Linked DNA regions of Dromaius novaehollandiae: region 1 is linked to region 2. A link is a contact called in public Hi-C data. All regions are on one chromosome and are shown on one strand. Each heading gives the region's core, a stretch centred on a gene start, on an enhancer-like site or on the middle of the called end of the contact. The rest is flanking DNA. Distances are from core to core; before and after follow the strand shown. Region 1 has its middle 25 kb from the start of ARHGAP42. Region 2 overlaps ARHGAP42 (Rho GTPase activating protein 42).

Region 1 (4,149 bases), core at 139-2,638, 130 kb after region 2:
CTGCCACTAGCTCCAAGGCAAACGCAGCACAGCCGGGGTGGGCAGGAGAGCAGGACTATCCCTTTCGCTGGCAGCCTGTCATTAAGCTGCTTTGGGTGTGTTGTGAGTTTACACCTGAGGTGTCTTTCTGCTATCACAATCATTTTTCTAGGACTTAGCTTCTGAAAACCAGTTTTTTATCCAGTGCTTTGAACTTCATGGTCTCTTTTCACTTGAAGTAACTGAAAATCCATATCTAGTTTCCTGTGCTGGTGATTTAAGTGCACAGTGGAGTCATAGTTTTAAAATGTTGGCTAATCTTTAGGTGGAGTTTGAAGGTGACCTTAAGCAGGTTCCTCATTTAGCCAGATCACCCTGAGAGTGAAGCCTGATCCCCACCAGATCAGGCACGTATACTTAATACCTTTGAGTAGCCATTTGCACTCTTCCTTCTGTCATTATCATTATAGTTTTCTTTTCATTAGATCAGTATCACTCTACTCAGTTGACTGGGAATTTCCCCCAGGAATATGCCTTGCCAAAAGCAATATTATTTCAGGACAGATTTGCATGAGAACAGGTTTTTCAGGTTCTCAGTGGTAAGCTATATGGAAATATGTAGTTTGGAAAACTTGTTTTTTTTTTTTTTTTTTTTTAAAGGAAAATCCAGCAAGGTCATAAACTCTTTTATATAAATGTGTATATATATATATGCATACACACACACACACACACACACATATATATATATATATACAGACACACACACATATACATATATATCTGCTTTCACTCCGCAAAACAATTGCCAGCCAGCAGTGCAACTAAGGATTATGGCTAGCATATGGCACGTATTATTCTAGAGCCTTTTATCTCCTCAGGGGAAAATGGCACATCTATTTTTAAATGGTTGTTTAAATTACCAGTGTGATGAAAGCTTGAAATATTTTCTTCTTTTACTTCCATAAAGTAGAAAAAAGGACCACTTTATTGAAATTATGGAGGTTCACAACTTACTCTAATGCTGTTCTTCCCCAAAATAATACTTTGCTACAGATCCAAGTGTGGGAATTTGTGTTTAACAAAATACAGAAATACAGTTTAAACTGTGAATGATGCTGAATACATGCTTCTGACAGGGTGGCTTGTCATGCAGTGGAAGATGACAGCCACATTAAAGTAGGTCATACTATAGTTTCAAAGTTTTGTTAGAAGGCTAAAGAAGTGATGTTATGGATGCCTTCTTCCACATCTAAATCTTATCCCAGGGCCAGCTAGGCAGCATCCTCATGCACTATTGCTTTGCTGTTGGAGTCCCTCCCCTGTTCTCACTCTGAGTCTGTGGAAACTCCTGTAAAAAGCTCTGTCATTCAGTCTTGGAACAAACTAAAATGCTGTAACCTGAGGAAACCCTTAATTAGGGCACAGCTGTGGCTGACTCTGCTCAGTCTGTGTCAGCAACCCACTTACAGCCTGGGACTCCCAACAGCGTGCATGCACTTACACAAGCACCCTTAGCATAACTATAAGCTCAAATGAAGGCATGTAACTGAATATCCACATTCAAAAAGCCCAGCTAATGTAATTGGGCATGCAATTGTGCAAGCAGATTTGGGTGTACACTTTTTAACACCAGGCTAGTAAGGCTGTATTTTTAGCAGTTGTTTTCATTTGTGCTTACTTGTATTGAATATTGTATTTATCCCATTCAGATTTGCAGCTCACTTTGAAGAACCACATCTGAAACTCGCATGACAATATGAAGAGGTATATCTTTTAAGATAGGATGAGCATCTCGTTTGGTTTTAATCAGCCAATTTGCAAAAACAGATTTAACCTGATATAAATAATCTCATAATTGAAGTAAAGGACATGCAATTAAATGGTTAATAATGCTGAAATAGGCCTTCTGCTCATTAAAATAAAATCTTGCAATGATTGACTTCTATGCAGATAATTTTCCCCCCTACTTAAGGGGAATTATATATTAAGTTTTAATGTGCCTATGCATTTAACTGCCTAAATGTCATTTTTACAGTGGTTCAGTGGTATACGCACAATAAACAATTTTGTAAAACAAATTTGAAAACAGAGCACTTACTCAAATAAATGTTGCATGTGACATTTTACTTAAATATTAGGGATATGATATTTACATTGAAATCTTCAGAGTTTATGCTAAAATATTTATTAAGCTTCAAACATAGATTCCTCTAATATAAGCAAATTACTATTTGTGATAGAAATGCTAGTCTTTTTTAGTTTTGTATGCACATAATTCAGTCCTGAAATGCCCTCTACTGGTCATAGTCAGAAGGCAGTCAGGAAAGCAAAGATATTTCAGGGTAGGAAAACAGATGTGATAATATGAGTTATATCATCCAGCACAGTTTCTGATTTTTGAAGGAATATATTTATCAAAAAGTATCTAAAATTTATGATTGTCTAATATGAAACAGTTTAAAAGGAGAATCTAATTAGCACCAGATAGACTTTACAGGGGATGTTTCTAAACAAAACTTTTTTTGGTACTAGAATTAAAACACTTTTACTTGACATGACCTGTTCTTTCCTCACTCCAAGTCACACACGGAATTATGTTACTGAAGCTAACTGGACTGGAAAAAATGATGAGTTGCAGCATATTGATATTCTAAAATTGTGGAGTGAGCAGAAGCCAAATGTGTAACATAAACAAGGACAAAGTTGTAGCTAGCAGAGAGTAAAGAGGATCACTACTGGTGCCTGCTGATCAGTCAGTGTTGCCTTCCCTTCCCTATTATAGTATGTTCCTAGGATCCTTGAAGTAGAAGAGGGGATCTGCATTGCTTTGATGGATGGGCCCAGAGAGCAGAAGATGTTAATGTGATCGGGTCAGTGTACAATAGTAGACAACTAAGTGTAGTTTGGGACTCTGAGTACAGTGATGGTACTCATGCTAAGTAGCATGAAAAGACATGACCATTAAAATCTTCCTGAACTTTATATATGTTAAAAATAGAAAGTGATTGATGTGTTTGAAGTATAAGATATTAAGGCTTTGATTTTGTCAAAGTCCTTCCTCTTAAAATATATGAACACATACATACATGAGCCCTTTCCTTGACAGGCTTATAGATTAAAGATGCTTTTGTAGTTCTTACCATTTGAATTAGATCCTGCTTCTTTTAAGACAAGACAAAAGCATTCAAGTGGTGAAACAAATGAACAGCATCATTTGGAAGTTTCCCATTTCTGTTGTTTGTTTTTACTAACAACCTTGACTCTGGCAAAGAACAGACACTGTTTAATAGTACTGAGATCTGGCAAATTTGTAGCATCATCAGATTTTTAAAAACATCATTGCTTTTAGTGACATTCCTGGTACATAGAAGTGTGTTTGTGTGATGTCTTCATCTGACTTGTATTTTGCTTGCTATTTTTGTAGACCCCACCCTGGTTTTTGAAAAATTATAACTGGTCTTTGAACTACAATGTTATGCCAATTTAGTTTCAACTTCTGACTGTGGCAGTGTCAAGTGAGTCTTTCTTTCTCTTTTGGCACAATGGTACTCATCTTTGGGGATGATGACATGGTGGCCAGGATGCCAGAACCCATATCTTTCAGGCCTCCTGTTGGCACAGTGAAAAATTATGGATCTAAGAGACGTAACAGGTAGATATATCAGGTAATATTCCGTTCTTACATTAAATTGTCCACCAATTAAGTCTCATTTCCAGTACATTGATTCTAGTGATTTATTCCACTCTCATACACCTCTTGTTTATATATATACTCCTAATATGGTCACTGTGTAGTTGTAGACATTTTGTTTGGGAAAATTACCATCTTTAACTTTTGCCAGTATCTATAAACATTACTACATAAGAGACTGAAATTACACTTTTGTTACTATGGGCAACTGGTAGTACCGGACTGTGCGCTTGGGTGGGGATACTGCCTTGTCTGTATCTCCAAAGCTTTCAGGATCCAATATTGACTGGATACCACACCTCATATTTTCTTTGAAAGAATATGTACTTCTCTTTCTTATGGTTCTGTTTGTAGGAGATCAATAGTGCTAGAACCTCAGGAGTGTTGAAACGATACTTTGTGAAGTTGATGAGGTAGGAATATTAATATGGCTTCTGAAGAGTGCTAAGAGAAATGGCTTTTCGTTATTAAAGAAG
Region 2 (3,868 bases), core at 797-3,296:
CTTCCAAGCCTGAGCAACCACACGCCTCTGTAAGAACGAGACGCTAGAGGGAGAGTGTTATTGCTACATCTTCCCGCAACCCACAGGGAGTAACACTTGCTCCGGAGATAGTAAGGTGTGCTTATGCTCGCAGACATATTCATGTCACCTAAGTCTAGCGGCCAAGGCACTATCCACAAAGGCTGACGTCAGCTGTTCTACAGTGTTGTTGCTTCTTCAACGTTAGCGGAGCTACAACAGTTTGTTAGGTGTGTATCTTTTCTTCTCTGAAGCAAAAAAAAAAAGGATTCATTCCAAAAATACAACAGCCTGAGTAAACTGATAAATTTCAATCACTCTTTTTTTCATTTGTTCTTTATTTTGAAGATAGTTGGCATGAAAAAATGTAAGGTTGGCCCAATATTAACATGTTTAATTCTACTTTTCCCCTTAAAAGCAAATGACAACGGATCATATGTCCTTGGAATTGTAACATCTGAGTCTACCATAAAAACTTTAAAATAAAATAATATTAATTCTCTCTACTGATTTCCTCACAGGGAAATATTCTTTGTATACATCAGTTATGATGGGTGGAAAAATATGTTGATTAAATGCATTTTTAAAGTGCTATTTCTGAAAGCCATGGAATCTTTGGTCACAATCTCATCTTGTATGGCCCTTAGCCCCAAATTTAGACCAAGCTACAGCAAGAGATCCATCTGTTCAGTTGAGAGTATTCTCTATACATGTAAGAAAACCTTTTTTCCAGTGGAACTTGATGCTCGTGAGAGCTGCTTCCCATGGAGGAAGGCCCCACCAGTTCTCTTACGCAGACAGACTAAATCCAGAGTACAGTCAGGGAAGGGCTTCCAAAGGATGCTTCATATCCAGCGGGAAGCCAGTGGACAGCAGAACAAGTTGTTCATGGCAACCTGTGATTTTAAAGAAACAAACTGCACCATTCTTTACCAGCTGGAACATTTTGGGGACATCCACTTACTCCAGAAAATAGATCCCACTCTCAAGAAAGCACTTAACATAATACATGCTTAAACCAATCTGGACAACTGTGCTTTTTAATGGAAACTTAGCTGCTGGCCCCATTTCCTGGGTCTTGGTCACAAAATCTTTGAAGCAAAGACTGATTTTCTGGAGTTCTTTACTGACTGGAATCTTCATCACATTATGCTTACCAAAATATTTTGTACTTATTTACATATTAATTTGATTTCAGATTACTGAAACACTGCAAGATTTACAGATCCAATAAAATGCTATGAGTTTGCTTTAATATCCTGAAATCAAATTAGCAAACAAAATGGCATAAATACAAATCAGCCTTACATTCTGTAAATTGAACTGCAGCTGCTGCTTGTATGGTGCAAACTCCTGAGCCAGTTCATATCCTTCATGGTAAAATGTAAATAATCCTTGAAGAAAGGCCAAAAGCTGAAAAGGTAAATAGAAGAAGCATTACATATTAACAAGTGCTCTTAAAGTTAAATACTACAAGTAAAACACACACACTAACTTAGAAATAAGGAATATTGCCTATGCTAGTGAAAAAATAGTTCTTAAATGACTGATAAACATTTTTATTCAGGTAAATACTAGAAAGCAAAAAACTAAGGACAGTTGATTTTTTAATTTGTTTTCGGCAGCAAAACATTCCTACCACCTATTAGTTTTAAAATGCCATTTAACTTAATCTGTTATAAAATAAAGCAATGTTCATCTAGACACTGCAGTAAGTTGCATCACATGCTATTAAGTAACAAGCATTTAATTTTTATTGTGGAGTGTTTCCCTTTGTATATGTAGTTTAGCTTAAATACAGCCAAGCAAAGATAAAAAGAAGGATATATTCATTGGGACACAGAATAACAAAAGCAGAGAAACAGGCCTGATTTATCTTACTGTATTATATCCATTGAAAAATTAATCATCTAGTCTAAGTAGCACCACCCCCAGCTACCGCAGCACCTTCAGATACAGCAGCGCCCCTACTCCTGTCATCACTCCAGCTTGCTTCAGTCAAAAGCAGGTGGGTTCGCTTAAACCATAATAAGAGCCTACTGCTAAACCCCTCTTATTCAGTGAAAGAAGAATTGTGGTAGTAATATGAGCGCTCAGCAAAACTGCAGCCAAAGCAGACTGTCAGAGCACACCCAAAATTGCAGCAAAAGAAATAGTGGGGGAAAGATTCAGCATGTCAGTTTATGCCTGATCTTTAAAGATCCACTTAGAAGTCATTTCTGAAGAACATACTACAAATTGGTTAAACTTCAGCTTGACTATTGAAAGAAAACCAGTTTCTGTCACACAAACAGTTTTTACTGAGAATGTAGAACACCGAGAACTATTGCGGGGAAAACACTGGGCACTAGATGGCAGCAAAGCTGAAGTTATCTGAGAGCACAAAACATGCGGCAAAAAGAAAAAAAGACAAAAATTCTGCATGCATTTGAATTAAACTGCTGTCCTGGTCTTCTGGCAGCTGTGCATTGCAGAGGTCTGGCTTTGAAATTCTCTTGGTCAAATACTCTCTAAGCACACAGAAAAACAAGAATAGAAGAAAAGTAAAAATGTGCTTATTTTATGCCAGTCCTAGTCCAGGTTACTGATGCTCTGTGTTAAAGAAACTGATACTAAGGATGTTATTTGCTCCTATGAACATATCACTAGTGGTGGAAGAAAAGGAGACCAGAAAACAGCCTGCACCCAAAGGGCCTGCGCTGTAAGGCTTTCTCATAACCTCTTCTCTCCCCTTGGGAGGGGTGGCAGCACTGTCGTAGCACTGCACGGAGATCTGAAAGTCGGGTACTTTTGCCCTATGCTTATGCTGTTAGTGGGGTTGTGTCGTTGCTGATGTTACAAGCAGCACCGATGCTAGAGTCAGTTATTTTAAATAACAGGAAAAAAAAATATAGCCAGATATTCTTTTAATCAAAAAAGATTTTCAGAATGTGTTTCAAGGTGGTTTTCACATGTGAAGAGGTGCCTTGGCTCACCAAACATTACATATAATCCCTGATGTGTTGATACCATTGATTTTTTAAGTGTTACATGTCCCTTATAGTTACCCCTCTTTGAATACCTAATTGGACAGATCAATAAAAAGCAAGGTTTGAACTCAGTAATGCAATGCTACTCACTGCCTGCACGCTGCAAGAGCTGCAAGGATTTCAAACCAGAACCTGAAACAAAATCCAGCTCCTTCGTGGGACTTTATTTATTTTTATGCCGAGCTTGTGACCTCAAGAACTGCTTGGTCATTTCATTCTCACAGGAAGACGACTGTACTTAGGTTTCGGATAGGAGAGGAATTTAACCTCTGGCCTGCAGTGCATCAGCCAAAAGTCCCTGTCTCCCTGGTTTCATTTTATTTATAAGTAGATAGCACCAGAAGGTACTTATCCATCAGATTAAAGTGAATGTGGCTAATAACGTAGGAAATCCAAGAAACGGGAAATTGAGTTTGAGTTTTATTATCCACAGTTTCTTTAGACAAAAAAGTGAAGTCTCATGGGACTACATGCAATTACACTCCGATTTTTTTTCCTCTTTAAATAAACACTTCTAGGCTTTTGTGACAGTTAACGGACCATTCCTCTCACTTCAGATCGTTTACTGTTTCTGAACTCTGGGCCCTGATCCCTGCAGGCCAGTGGGGATCCTGGCATGACTGAGCGACAGAGCGGAGCCCTAGGAAGTGTTTTACTCTGAAAAAGTGTACATCTCCAGAAAATCGCATTGGTTTTGACTAGTTTCTCTGGGCCCAAAATGGCAAAACTAGGAGCAGAGATTATTTTCACCTACTTTGTTTTGTTTTTAGCCTGCTGCAGGGTAAATTGTAAAATTAATTTGTGCTTGAGAGCAGGTTCAA

Evidence for each region. A called contact is a pair of places that touch in the nucleus more often than the background predicts.
Region 1: a contact with region 2 is called in a Hi-C map of ovary, with 4 times the contacts expected there. The contact joins two enhancer-like sites. A contact is called at or near these places in 3 of 4 Hi-C or Micro-C datasets (brain, liver and ovary).

What each region holds. Positions count from the first base shown.
Region 1 is chr1:204,728,778-204,732,926 of bDroNov1.hap1, forward strand. No RefSeq gene overlaps it. Among named protein-coding and RNA genes, the nearest start is that of ARHGAP42, 25 kb to the left of the region's middle. Within about 2 kb of position 1,389, at least 2 of the 2 cell types and tissues checked have open chromatin away from gene starts, as enhancers often do.
Region 2 is chr1:204,593,760-204,597,627 of bDroNov1.hap1, forward strand. It overlaps ARHGAP42 (Rho GTPase activating protein 42), which reads right to left. Exons shown (of 24, transcript XM_026109167.2): 7 at 1,327-1,431. Among named protein-coding and RNA genes, the nearest start is that of PGR, 100 kb to the left of the region's middle. Within about 2 kb of position 2,047, at least 1 of the 2 cell types and tissues checked has open chromatin away from gene starts, as enhancers often do.